Linked DNA regions of Gossypium hirsutum: all the other regions are linked to region 2. The links are chromatin contacts, called in public Hi-C maps. All regions are on one chromosome and are shown on one strand. Each heading gives the region's core, a stretch centred on a gene start, on an enhancer-like site or on the middle of the called end of the contact. The rest is flanking DNA. Distances are from core to core; before and after follow the strand shown. Region 1 holds the start of LOC107888693 (probable N-acetyltransferase HLS1). Region 2 holds the start of LOC107899435 (LOB domain-containing protein 38). Region 3 holds the start of LOC107888696 (formin-like protein 6).

Region 1 (4,405 bases), core at 933-3,432, 690 kb after region 2:
ATAAATATGTTGCAACCTAATAGGCATAAAGAAAACCACTCAATATTACAATTCAATAGAAAAATGCTCATAATTTTTACTATGAGCTATTATGAGTATGGATGTACCATATGTATAAGAGAGAATGAATGATTAAAATTAAAAGGTAAAGTCAAAATTTAAGGAAAAATAATTACAATATTAATTTACATATTCTATCCATTACATATATTTGAACTCAAAGGCTTTTTACATGTTATTTTGTGAAATTTTATACAATTTTTAGATTGTTTTAGAATAAAAACCAAAATAATATAATATATAAATATTAAAAATTTATTTATTATTTGGATAAATTATACCAGATGTCACTAAATTTTAATTAATTTTTAATTATTTTAACTGAAATTTTAAAATTTAAAAAGATACCATTAATATTTTCAGATGATTACAAAATATCATTAAACCGTTTATTGATGGGAAACCGTTTATTGGTAACGGAAACAATGATTTGACTTTATTTTAATACTAAAATTATTTCCTTTCTTTTTTAATATATATTTTTTTTCCTCTTCCTCTTCTTCTTCTTCTCATTTACCTTCCCTAGCCAACCCTAGTTGCCACTGATTTCACCACCATCGATGGCTTTCATCGGCTGTTCTCTTCATGCTGCTCTTCCGCACCATCCCATGCCATTTTGTGCCTAATGGATTGAGTCCACCGACCTCCTAATCCTTTTTCATCTCTCTTAAACAAAGTTCAGTCTTTTTATAATTATTATTTTTCTAATTTCAAAGAAAACAAACAAAATTAGCCAATCAAATAAAAAAGCAAAATTAATTGATGTTTTCGATTCATTGGGTCTGGGTTGCCCAAAGGGTCTGATATGGTGGCAGCTGCTGCACTCCCTGTCGCTTTTCCAAAAAAGCTAAAGAGGAAATTAAAGATACAATCATAAAAAAAAATTTTAGGAGATCTAAAACAACAAAAAAGAAAATCAAGACAGGGTCTTTAAAAACAACAAAAACATTTTGAATGAACTTTTTTCTTCAAAGAAACGTCATGCTTCATCTAGAGTGAAAGAGAGAGCAAAAAGACGAAAAATGAAAACAAATAGAGAAGAAAAGGCTAACATGTAGTAACCAAAAAGAACCTTAAATATGAGTTGCAAAATGCTTCCATGTTTTCTTTCCCTACCGTAACAAAAAACAAATTAGAAACTTTGCAATAAAATAAAAAAAGCACATAGAACTCCACGCATTAGTTATACACCTTCTTCCTCGGGGTTGTCGTCATATGCTGAAGTCAATCATATTCTCTTCATTTTCAAGCTTAAATGTTGAAAAAGAAAAAAACTTCAAACGTTGATGGGTTTAAGGGTTGGGGCTAGGCTTATCGATATCAAGGGATAGTCTTGGGAGATCCACCGGTGGGTTCGATGTCCGAGGAAGCCACTGGCGATGGTGGAATCGGTGGCGGATAGGGTTTACTGGAAAGGGAGATAAGATGGAAAGAAAGGAAGAAGAAGAAGAAGGGAAAAGAGAGAAAATAAAAAAAGGAAAAAAAGAAAAGAAATAAAAAATATATTTTTGGTGAATATAAAAATATATTTTTAAACACTGTTAAAGTGACATTTTTGTGATAATCTGATAATATTAATGATATTTTTATAATAATACGATAATATTAGTGATATTTTTGTAAGTTTTGAAAATTTAATGGTACAAATTAAAAATTAATTAAAATTTAGTGGGATATGGTGGAGTGTACGTTTTGTTATTATATCAATAATTAAAATGATGTATAATTGATGAAAATATTAATAGAATTAAATTATTTTGGTAAGGATGATTTGAAGAAATTGAGAAAATATTTTTGCCAAATGGCAGAGAAATTAATCAAAAAGAAAACACTGAGCAGACCCGCAGCCATAGCCGCCATTTCCACTTCCCCCCTTTTTTTGTGATGATTAATAATATTCTTTTATTTACTGCTCCCATTTAAATTTTATTTATGACAACATTTGTCACTAGTCTTAAAAGTGGGAGAAAGGGGAGATACATGGACAGACAAAAGAGAAGACAGAAGAAGGGAAAGGGACTTCAAAGCACTGAATTATTAAAAACAAAAAGGAGAGTGATTGAGATTCTATTCTTGAGAGACGAGAGAGAGAAAGAGAGGGGGGGGGGGGAGTAAATAAAAAGGCTTTTGTTCTTTTATAAAATAAAAATATTCCCCAATTCATTAGTATTTAAGAGGCAGCTTCAACCCGATTGTTTCTCTGTCGATGAACTTCTCAGTATCTCCTCTTCCTCAAAAGTAAACCTAACATACAACAATCTCTGGTTTCCAGAGACTTCCAAAGCTTTTTCTTCATTCGTGGTGTCTTGCAGAAGTGGTGTCCGTTGTTCTTTACTTGTGCAATTGAGAGTTAAAAAGAAAAAATCATGGGAGATGACAAGTGTGTTTTAGTAATAAGAGAGTTTGATCCGAGCAAGGATTTAACAAGTGTAGAAGAAGTTGAAAAAAGATGTGAGGTTGGTCCCAGCGGCAAACTCTCTCTCTTTACCGACCTCTTAGGCGACCCTATTTGCCGGGTCCGCCATTCCCCTGCTTTTCTCATGCTGGTACTGTATATGATATCCCTCCTCCCTTTTGTCCCTTTTTTTTTTAAATAATCTCCATTACTAAATTCCACTATTTATCTACGTATAATAAATACAGCCTTTAACATTAATATTTTCTGCATCTTTGTAAACAAGCAGGTGGCTGAGTTAAGCTCAACAAAAGAAATAGTTGGGATGATTCGAGGTTGCATTAAAACCGTTACATGCGGCAAAAAGCTTTATCGCAATAGCGAAAGCAATCATCCCACTAAACCCTTCCCCGTATACACCAAACTCGCTTACATTTTAGGCCTTCGGGTCTCCCCTTCCCACCGGTATTTACTATAAATGCCCCAACAAACCATTTTTAGTACGTTAATACATCAGTAAATGAATTATTTTGATTTCTTTGTTGGGTTTTTTATCCACAAGAGAATGGGAATTGGGTTAAAGTTGGTCCGAGGAATGGAAGATTGGTTTGTCCTAAACGGCGCTGAATATTCCTACTTAGCAACGGAAAACGACAACAAACCTTCTGTTAAGCTCTTCACTGATAAATGCGGTTACTCCAAGTTCCGTACTCCTACTATTTTGGTTAACCCCGTTTTCGCTCATCAACTCCCCGTTTCCAATCGGGTCACTCTAATCAAGCTTCCGCCGTCCGACACTGAGTTGCTATACCGCCGCCGGTTCTCCACCACCGAGTTCTTCCCTCGCGACATTGACTCGGTTCTTAATAATAGACTTAACATTGGAACCTTTTTGGCCGTGCCACGTGGAGGCTGTTACACGCAAAAGTCTTGGCCCGGGTCGGATAAGTTTTTACCAGACCCGCCAGAGTCGTGGGCTGTTTTGAGTGTTTGGAATAGCAAGGACGTGTTTAGGCTGGAAGTTCGAGGGGCGTCGAGGATGACGAAGGCGTTGGCTAAAACGACAAGGATCGTGGACAAGTTATTGCCGTTTTTTAGATTACCGTCGATCCCGGAAGTGTTTAGGCCGTTCAGTTTGCACTTTTTGTACGGTTTGGGAGGGGAAGGTCCACGCGCGGCCAAGTTTGTGAATGCATTGTGTGCACACGCGCATAACTTGGCTAAACAAGGAGAGTGCAGTGTGGTGGTGACTGAGGTGGCGACTCTTGAGCCGTTGAAAATGGGGGTCCCACATTGGAAGAGTTTATCATGTGATCAAGATTTATGGTGTATCAAGCGACTCGGGGAAGAATACAGTGACGGGTCTGTCGGTGACTGGACTAAATCACCCCCTGGACTTTCCATATTTGTAGATCCTAGAGAAGTCTAAAATCTAACCTACAAAGAAGGAAAATCTTAGTCTCTCTCTCTCTCCTTTCTTTTGCAAATAATTTTGGGGAAGATAAAAAGAGGGAATTAGAAGATATGGGTCTTTGTGTGAAAAAGAAAATGAATATCCTCTTTTTTTTTCTTTTTTTTTGGCTGTAGATATTTTGGTTTTTAGTAAATGGGATGTGGCTTTAAAGATCCTGTAGTAGCCAAACAAAGCCTTAGTTTTAGAAGCGGGGTTGAATATCTTTTTACAGAATTTTCTTTTTAGTTGTTCCAATGTTTAAAAACGGTTTTCTCTCTATAGGAATGAGAATAACGTATAATCAGAATATACTTGAAATAAAAAATAAAAAAAAAACTCCAATGAACTCTTGGGCTTTATTATTTTTCAGAATAGGGATAAAACCCTTAAAATTTTCTATTAATTTTGAAAATGAAGAAAAGAGTAAGTAATCCAAACACCTTTTCAATTATAACTTTTTTGAATTTTAAAATATAAATAATTATGAAAACCTACTC
Region 2 (4,997 bases), core at 1,676-4,175:
AGATAAAATTAAACTGGTGATTTTTGAAAGAAAAAAAAAACTTAAGGTTAATAAAACCTTAGTTGAATGATGAAGATTAAATTGAGTGGGCATAGATTTGAAGCTACTGTATTATTTTTGATATGATATTATTTTTTAAATAAATGAAGACTTGACCAATAATGGATATGAAGGATGATTTTTGATTTATTTACATTGAATACGAGAGAATGCAAGTCGAAGGCCAAAAGGAAGGCTGACATGAACCGTACCATTGACATCTGATTGGGTAAATGAGACGTAGAAATTGCGAAGTTTTGTAGGTCCCATTCTACACCGTCCCCTTGTCTCACCCTCCTCAAATAAATAAATAAAATGTAAACCATAATTCCCTGATTCTTTCGAAGTATGAGTTTCACCATCTACGTCTCTTTGCACTCTCCAAAAGCCGCCGAAAGGTCCCAAAGGCCCCATCCCATCTGTTTTCTCTATTGCCCTTCCCTAAACTCATTCATTTCCCTATCGCCACACTCTGCGCCTTTTTTCTTTTCCTTTTATGCAAATGTGAATTTGTTGTGGATAACCATCACCATGGATTTATATTTATAATAATAATAGTGAGTTCCCGTAGAGCCAGCCAGTTTTGGAATGCAATGAGTGAGCTTTGAAGAAAATTTTGGATTTATATATTTATATGGGAGAGAGGGGGATGAATTCACAGTTTATGTACACAACAACAGCAGCCAGACCAAAGACCCTAGTTTTGTTGGTTATGCCGAAACATTGTTTGCCTGCTTTAATCTTTTCCTCCAATGAAAATGGAGGCATACACTCATTGCCACGTATTTTGCCTTACAATATCAATTTTATCTTCTTACTTTTTAAGAGGAGAGGAGATGGATGGATGGGTCGATGCTTGAAACCAACTCCCTAGATTGGCTTGGAAGTTACATGTGCTGACTTCACTGATGATGAAATATATTTCGACCCTCAACTTGTAATTTGTCGGCCATCACTGGGCTGCCTATAACATTAATAAATATATGGACTTGAATGCAATGATACAAGAAATTAAATTCAAACCTTCAACCCAAATATATATATTAACACTTCCTACAGAGATCGAATTTAATATGAGCATCATAATTTATTATTAAAATTTGTGAATCACATATATATGGCCATTAAGAATGAAAACATATGTTGAAGTCTTGATTTTAATTAAAGAGTGGGTGATGATTTAGATTAGAAATAAATAGTGGGGTATACTTGATAATTTCCTGACCAATCAGAAATTCTTAAAAAACAAAACAACTAAAGCTTTGATCTCTCATCTAAGATCATAAACTGGGAAAAATATAAGTCTGATTTATTCGTGCCATGCATACAATCATGACTTAAACACAAAGATCATGAAAAGAGAAGGGTTACATAGTAGCCAAAGAAAATTGATTTTAAAGGATCACCGACAGATTCTCATTTTTCTCTCTAATTTCACAGCTTTTAACACCAAAAAATAATCCGATAAAAAGTAAAAAAAGAGAGAAATCCCATGTGCCGATAATACACAAACTCGCCGGAAAATTCATTTCCGGGGAAACACCTCCCCAGAAGTATCCAAAAATAATCTAAACCCCGGTTGCGGTGGTGGTAGCGGTAGAAATGAAGAATATTACATCGAAACTAGATCATTCCAAAAAAAAAAAAACCCTCCTCTTCAAACAAACAACTTGAGTAATTTTTTATCAGTTCCTCTGCTGCCTTGCCCTTGTTGATCTGCAAAAACACTTTCGAAGCACGTCGTCGTCACAGATTCCTCCGAGTTCATAGACGGAGTCCCTGGTCGTCGATTATCGGTAGCTCGCTTGCCTGTAAAGCTCGGGGTCAAGCCAAGATCTAGATCAGAGGGCTGTAGTTTCTTGAATTCTTCTTCGACTCTTTTACGCTTGGGTGAAACCCTGGATCTCGAATTTGAGAATCGACAGTTGGAGTTGAGATTCGTGGATGTCTCTCGCAATTTCCACATGTCCGTGCACGTGGCTTCGGACGTTTTGTCGGATGCTGGCGTCGGAGACATGAGTTCAGGCATGGAACGTAGAGATCCTCCTCGCAGGACGGTTTCCACCGCCGCTTGGCAAACGTGCCAGTTTCCGGTCCACAAAAGCCCCACGGCTCCGTTCACAGGGTTCACTGTTCTCCCACAAGCTTCGAGCAACAGCGACTGGAATAAAGCTGATCCAAAGATTAAGAAGCAATTGGAGTCAGAATTTGGTATGAGAAACAATAAGAGAAGAACAAAAAGAGAGAAAAGATAGAGGGCATGGGCATACCAGGGCGTTGAGATTCAGGAACGGCGGAAATAAAGGACATGAGACCAGCACGGCCGAAAAACTTGGCAACGAAAACAGTGGCGTAGCCTTGAGCTTCAGGGCTCTCAATCCATTGCAAACAAGGACGTAATATACAAGACTCACTGCAGCCTTTCCGTAAGACTCGGCAGCCGTTGCAACTCATGATCGGACTCAAGATTCAAGACTCAACTCAACAACTATGTAGTACTACACTTTTCCTGGCTTAGCATGAAAACCAATGTACTCTCTGAAACTTGGTTGCGCAGGCAGGGTGGCTGGCTGGTGTTAACAATGGAGAAATGGAAGAGAGAGAGAATAAGGGTGAGAAATGAGAGAGGAAGGAGGGTTTTAAAGAGGCGGGGAGGGGGGAAGGGAGACTAAACCCAGGAGTTGAGTTGAGTTAGGGGGTTGGGTTAGCGGGGAGTAGTGGGTTTAGTGTGGGAACAGTGCCTTGGGATGAGGGGAAGTGAAGAGGTTATAGATTCCAAAGTCCTGGGCATGAGCGGCCCCGTGTTTCCGCGAATGCTTGTCGCTCCACCGTTGGAAAATTTCTTTTCCCTTTTACATAAGATTCCCCTACTTCCCAGTTTTAAGTTTTCTTATATTTATTTTTTTAAAAAATAATTAACTGGTCAAATTTATTACAATTATTAACTTTATATTTCAGTCCAAATTATTAATATTTATAAAAATTTTAAAGTTAATTACTGTAATTTTCATTTTAAATTGATTTTTAAACTTTAAAGTTAAAAATGGTTTTGTACTCTTCTATATATTTTTATATAATTAATAATTTACTGTAATTCTCATTTTAAATTGGTTCTTAAACTTTAAAGTTAAAAATGATTTTGTACTCTTCTATATATTTTTGTATAATTAATGATTTAATTATTTAACTTCTGAATTTTTTGATATAATAATACTTTTCATGCATATACATTTTCAAATCGATCTGATATATTTATCATATCGATCTAAAAAGTGTATATATTAATATTTATTGAACAAATTAAAGTTTTTTAAACAGACCTTATTTTTTTATCTAAGCCTATTTTTCGAATCTAATTTTTTCTCAAACCCTCCCACATTTCGAGTGGACCTTCAAGCCGGGCCAGGTGGCCCGACCCATGAATAAGCCTAAAGTGAATCCCTCTCCATGAATTACAATATATATATTTATCATTACCTCAAGTTAATTTGTTTTTTATTTGAATATAGTGAAAAAAATTAGTTACTAAAATAGATATTTTTAAGGTTGTTTTTTAGAATAGTAGTTTAATATTCACGAGTGTCAGGTTTCTTTAAGAGTAAAGCAGTTGATTTTATTTCCAAGCCCAAGATTCTCGGAAAGTACAAAAAGTGCATCTAGTGTATATTCAAAGATCTTGACACCTACAAGTGTCGAGTTGATTGCAAAATAAACACCAGGGTATTTTCATTTAGTGATGACTATTAGCTTTTTAATTGTATTTAATAAAAGAAGACCTTAACACTCATGAATGTCGAGTTATATATAATTTGTTTGCATTTAATTTTTGACTTTTAAGGATTTTAACCTTAAAAAGTAGTGTTCAAGTCTACTTTAATTAAAATTTTATCAGTTTGGAAAACATAACTCTAATAAATGTATTCACAAGAACATAATGGGTGTTGAGTTCTTCTATATTTTAAATTTCATCATTTGGGGTTAACCTAATCTTAGTAAATTCATTCAATGGACATCGAAACACATAGATGTCGAGTTCTATATAATTTTTTTACCATGCCTATAAATAGCCTTTCCCTTCATTGATTTTTTCACACAACCAAAACTTTTTTTACATCATTGTTGAGTTTCACAAAATTTTTTGACGGAATAAGTTGGTGACTGCAAACTCACTATTGTCTTCAATCGAACATTAATTCAAATTGAGCAATTTGTGAGCATATTCAAGAAATTTTTGCCCATGTGTGTTAAGTTTGAGTGTCCAATAATAGCTTGGCTACTCATATGTAGATAGATAATAGCTCAGTAGATAAAAACTATCAGGTTCACCTTGCAGCTCAGATTATTAGCACATTCGGATTCATATTAACCTTTTCTTGGGCTTGGTACTCAAATTCAGTAAATTCACCAATATTATCATCATGATATTCTGGTTTTGGGAACACCTCAAATGAAGAAGGTTAGGTTTCTTCCTTGATTGCATTTGTAATGACCTGGTTTCCAATGGTGTCGAAAATTGTGATTTTGAGACCTTGTTTTCTATAACTCAAGTTAGTAAATATTAAATAGAGATATTTATGGAGTTACTATATAGATGAATTGAAATTCGATTAAAAAATTTAGATGAAATTGTGGTTAATTAAGGTCCATGGACTAAATTGTAAAATTCCAATCGCTATAGATTTTTAATTAGGAATGACTTAGGGACCTAGATAGTAATTATCCTATGGACTAAAATGGCTATTAAACCATTGTTTTCATATAGCCAGTGGATGGTAATGATAAACTGTTTAAGGTTAAGTTATTAATTAAAAATAGTTTAATTAAAGAATAAATTAAGATTAACTAAGGATTAATATTAGTATATAAAGAAAACACTTACTGGGAAGTTGTCATCTTCCTCCCTTAAGCCATCGAAACCATTAGAAAGAAAAAAAGAAGAAGAAAACTTTAACTTAGTT
Region 3 (4,935 bases), core at 1,637-4,136, 820 kb after region 2:
GGAGAATTTCAATCATGTAAGTTTGACTTAATTCGCTAATAAACCCAAAGGATTGGCCTACTCGGATTAACAAGTTTCAACCAATTATTCGGGATATATCCATTGAATAACAGAAACATAGGGTCAAAATTTTATAGTAACAAAAACCATGTGCTTTGCTGTTGCTACCTTCCGCCATATGTTATCAATAATAATTTAACCATCAAAACATTGTTTATCTTTTATTCTTTATAAAAAAAGAAAAAGAAAACTCCTTTGTCATCATTACAAGCAAAAACAAAATTAATCTGTAAGTACTCTTTTACTTAATTAATCGCCTATAATACAGTTCTAAGCACTAACTAAACCCGTTTAAAGTCCAAAGGTATCTTCTCGTACTTTGTGAAAGAACTGGGAGAATATAGGAGGGGTTTAAGACTGATTAAAATAACCCAAAATAAGTCATTTAATTACTATTACGTTCATTAAAAAAAAAACCTATTACGTCAATGATTAGTTTTTAGAGAATATAATTTTTTGAAAATATAAATACAATTCTCGATTGCAAGCAAGTTGTATAATATTAGACTTCATAGCATGACCATCAATACATTTATATAATTATTATTACAATTAAATTATTAAATATATAAATTGATAATCAAAATATATTTGGATTTAGATTATAATAAATTTAAACATAACAAAATTTGGAATGAAAACCCACAAATGCAACATTCAAAAACCCCAAAATTGCAACCTTTACCAACAATTTATAATTTAAAATAAATCAATAATTATAGAAAATTAAGAGCAAAAGTCTAAGAAATTATTAGGAAAGAGCAGGGGTAATATTGGCTTGCAATTAAAATAAAACGCAGTACATCAGCAGAGCAAAAAAGAAGAAAAGGAATAATAAAAAGAAAAGGGGAATGGAGGCGGGAGCATGTCCCCCACATATGGCCCTCAACCAACTATACCAAGTGAGTCCGACTCCATCATACTTTTTTAGTACATTATATTTTGGGCTTCCGAAATTACATATTTCTCTAATTCTTCTCGTACATTTTACGTTTATTCGTTAACAAACTTGCCATTATTATTCTTCTTATAAGTATTATTATTAACTGTTATGACCATCATGTATAATCGAATTTGTCACCATCCTTACTCATCCAATCAGAGACAACCCACCAAGCCAATCACTAAAGCAACCTCCCAAAGACAACAAAAAAAAAATTGCATCATCATTAAGGTTAGATTTATAATATTTTGAAATAAAATTTATTTTTTATACAATTCTTTTTAAGTTTTGAACGAAAATTGAAGATGACTAAATTAGTAAATTTAGAGAAATTGTTGAAATTATTTAGTTTTCAATTTTTGAAGAATATGATCTAAACAACTTTCCTTCTTTTTAGTCTAATAAAGAAATTAATCTTTCAACTTTTAAATTGGAGAATAAATATATTTTAACGTATTTAAACTCACATTATCTTACATTAATTATAATACTGATACCAACCAACCATACTATTTAATATCATATTGTAATCGAGGAGGTATATTTTTAGTTAAATTTATGATCCAATTTTATACATGTGGTTTTGTTTGGATTGGATGTTTTGTTCAAACAAATTAATTATATATAAAATTTACTGTTTTAATTTTTATAAATTGAATTTATATGGTAAACAGATAAGTTATGCTAGACTTTTTTGGAAAATTTGTTTTTCAAAGACAACCGGATGTAACTTGTGGGAACATTTAATTTCACCTTTTTAAAGTAATTTATATCTATATATAATTAAATTTAAGACCATTAATTAAAAAAATTAAATTTCTTCCATTACTTATTTGTACATTAGCTTTCTATACAGAACTTTCCTACTAAAATTATTTTTTTTCCTCTGGTTAAAATTTCTATTCACTTCAGGCTTACTATCCACAAAACAGTCAAAGTTAATAATAATAATAATAATAATAAACCTACAAAAGAATTACTCCTTTCGGAATATCTGATATTCTTACCATTTGTAAATTTCAGATTAGGAGAATAAATTTCATTAATAATCTTATATTTTACTCACACCGTAGACTGACGTTGACGTAGTTATGACTTTAAAATTGGATTAATGATGAAATTGAACAACTAATTGATTTTTAATTGGATTGTTTAAAATAGGATAGATATTATTTCAAATAAAATAGTTGTTGACAGCTATCTTGTATATTCTTTTTAAATAAATATTTCTCCTGACACACCCACTTTTTTTTTTAAAGACACCACTCACTTTTCAGTTTTCAAATCATAAATTTATATTATTAATTTCTATTGTGATTTCGTTTAGAACCTAAAACTTTTGTTTTTCACACTTGCTGAGTTCTTCTTCCACTCTTCCTATTATGTTTGGATTGAGTGGATGGGCAAGAACCACTGATCTGAAGCAGATAAGGGCGAACAGGGGGGAAGGTGAGCAGAGGGCTGAGTGTTGATGATGGGGGGACTTTTTTTTTTTTTAATTTTTTTTACTTTTTGTATTGTTCCTGATTAAAAGATATTGAGATGGGTAGAAAACTGAGACATTTAGGTGGGCATTTGTCCGGTTCGGCTCATGTTAACAATTTTTTCAGTCGACAGTTCAGAGTCCAACCGTTATTTTTATCGATTCACAGTAAAGAGGGCAAAAAGAGATAATAGATTAATGAAATATGTGGCATATATATCTGGGTCACGACAAAAGAAGAAACAATTCCATAAAATAATCGGACAGAAAAGGACATTAACGTGGTCCTTTAATTCCCACCATTTATAGGGGCATAATCGTCCATTTACCTGGAAAACAGCCCCCGAATACCATAGTTGATTTGCTATTCCTCTAAAATAGCAGGTGTCATTCCAGTACAGTCCGAATAATTAATTAAAAATAAAAAATAAAAGATGCGACTATTGCCGATCTCATGTAGCATCCAAATCTAGAGGCAGAAAGAAGCTTCCCCCGCAGTCTAAAACAGCAGTACTCATATTTTTAGTATAATTTTCGTCCTTTTAGTTTGCTGTGTTATGCATTTTTGGCTAAAGGGTCCAACAGTTAGAGAAACAAAGTCCTTTCCCCCCTTCAGAGATGAATCTTCGACCCTGAAATTTTCACAATGAGATTGAGATCTCATCCACATTTCACTTTTTTTTTCTTCTTGCTTTCATTGTTCTTGTCGTCTTCTTCTTCTGTAATTCAAGATTTTATCATTTTTCATAGAAGAATTCTACACCAACCGTTGTTTTCGGTTGGTTCATCTCCGCCTCCAGGCGCTGACACTTTTTTACCTTCACCGTCTCCGCCGGCTCCAGATAGTCCTGTTTATCCAGACCCAAGTCAGCCATTCTTCCCTGAAGTTCCTTCAGGACCAGGGCAGACCGCAGATCAGAATCAACTGCCTACCCCACCATCTGCGCCTACTAATGGCTCGATGTCAATCCCAACCGCAACCCAGCCTGCCAAACCAGCTAAAAAGGTTGCAATTGCCGTCTCTGTTGGGATTGTCACTTTGGGAATGCTATCGGGGCTTGCTTTCTTTTTGTACCGTCACCGGGTCGCTAAACACCCTGGGGAAACGCGAAAGAGGCTTGTTGGAGGGAACTCCGATAGGTCGCAAGAAGACTCTAGGGTTCCACCCTCCAGCTTTCTTTACATTGGAACCGTGGAGCCCAGCAGGAGATCGGTGGGTGAAGTGAATGGTGGAGCTAATGGTTCGCCTTATGGTAAGTTGAATTCAGTGAGGAGGTCGGATCGATATAGGCCGAGCCCGGAATTGCAGCCATTGCCTCCATTGGCTAAACCTCTTGGGCTTGAGAATTCACCGACGGCAATGCCATCTCCATCTTCGTCTTCTTCAGATGAAGAGTCTCGGGGGACGGCTTTTTATACCCCTCAGGGCTCAACGATCAGCAATGAAGAAAGCTATTACACTCCGGTTTCGCGTCGGGTTAATGGCAATTTGGTGACTCAGTCGAGGAATGAAATGAATGGGAAAACAAATTCTGTTCCTTGTTCTAAAAGAACTTCTCCCAAAACAAGGATTTTAGCTTCTTCGCCGGAAATGAAGCATGTTATTATACCTTCAATAAAGCAGCAACAGCAGCAGCCACCTTCTCCACATCCTCCGTCGCCAACATCGCTACCCCTTCAACAACCACAAGGTCTAGGACCGGAGCCGCATGAGACTCAGGAATTTACTCACGCAAAAAGGCCGAAATTCTCCTCTCCTCCACCACCTCCAAATATGGCGCTACTTCGATCAATTAGCAACAATTCATCCCCACAAAGGACAAAAGTTCCTGTTCCACCTCCGCCACCGCCACCACCCCCTATGCCGCCACCAGCAGCCGTAAAACTGTCAGTACCCAGGTCAGTAAGGAATTTGAAGACCAATGTGACTCCAAAACCTGCCCAACTGTTGAAAAAGCATGAATCTCGGACCTCAAGTCCCAAAAACAGTGCAGTGAGTGGGGCTAGAAAGTCCATGGAAGAGGTGGTTAGTTACAAAGGTGTCAGTTCTTCAGAGAAGACAGACGGGGATGACATGGATAGTGCAAAACCCAAGTTGAAGCCTTTGCACTGGGACAAAGTACGAGCAACCTCGGAGAGAGCTACAGTGTGGGACCAGATAAAATCAAGCTCATTTCAGTAAGTTATAAAACTTGTACATTTTATGGGTGTAGATTACGTTTCAAGTACAATATGGGAAAATTTTCATTTATTTTTTGTTTGCTTGTTTACAGATTGAATGAGGACATGATGGAGACTCTATTTGGCTGCAATTCAACTACAGCAGCACCACCAAAAGAACCTATTAGAAGATCAGTTCTGCCTCCTGTTAAACAGGAAAACAGAGTTTTGGATTCAAAGAAGTCACAGAACATTGCCATACTGTTGAGAGCACTGAATGTAACAAGAG

What was found. Hi-C and Micro-C count contacts between places; a contact is called where the count stands out from the background.
Region 1: a Hi-C map of leaf shows a contact between it and region 2, with 2.0 times the contacts expected there. The contact joins the promoter of LOC107888693 here to the promoter of LOC107899435 in region 2. A contact is called at or near these places in 3 of 34 Hi-C or Micro-C datasets (all in leaf).
Region 3: a contact with region 2 is called in a Hi-C map of leaf, with 2.5 times the contacts expected there. The contact joins the promoter of LOC107888696 here to the promoter of LOC107899435 in region 2. A contact is called at or near these places in 2 of 34 Hi-C or Micro-C datasets (both in leaf).

The regions. Positions count from the first base shown.
Region 1 is chrA11:63,147,933-63,152,337 of Gossypium_hirsutum_v2.1, reverse strand. It overlaps LOC107888693 (probable N-acetyltransferase HLS1), which reads left to right and starts at 2,182. Exons shown (of 3, transcript XM_016812865.2): 1 at 2,182-2,606; 2 at 2,745-2,913; 3 at 3,010-4,008. The coding sequence starts at 2,427. The coding sequence ends at 3,884.
Region 2 is chrA11:63,834,875-63,839,871 of Gossypium_hirsutum_v2.1, reverse strand. It overlaps LOC107899435 (LOB domain-containing protein 38), which reads right to left and starts at 2,925. Exons shown (of 2, transcript XM_016825154.2): 1 at 2,310-2,925; 2 at 1,328-2,211. The coding sequence starts at 2,493. The coding sequence ends at 1,697.
Region 3 is chrA11:63,011,183-63,016,117 of Gossypium_hirsutum_v2.1, reverse strand. LOC107888696 (formin-like protein 6) reads left to right here and starts at 2,886. Exons shown (of 4, transcript XM_016812870.2): 1 at 2,886-4,664; 2 at 4,760-4,935. The coding sequence starts at 3,133.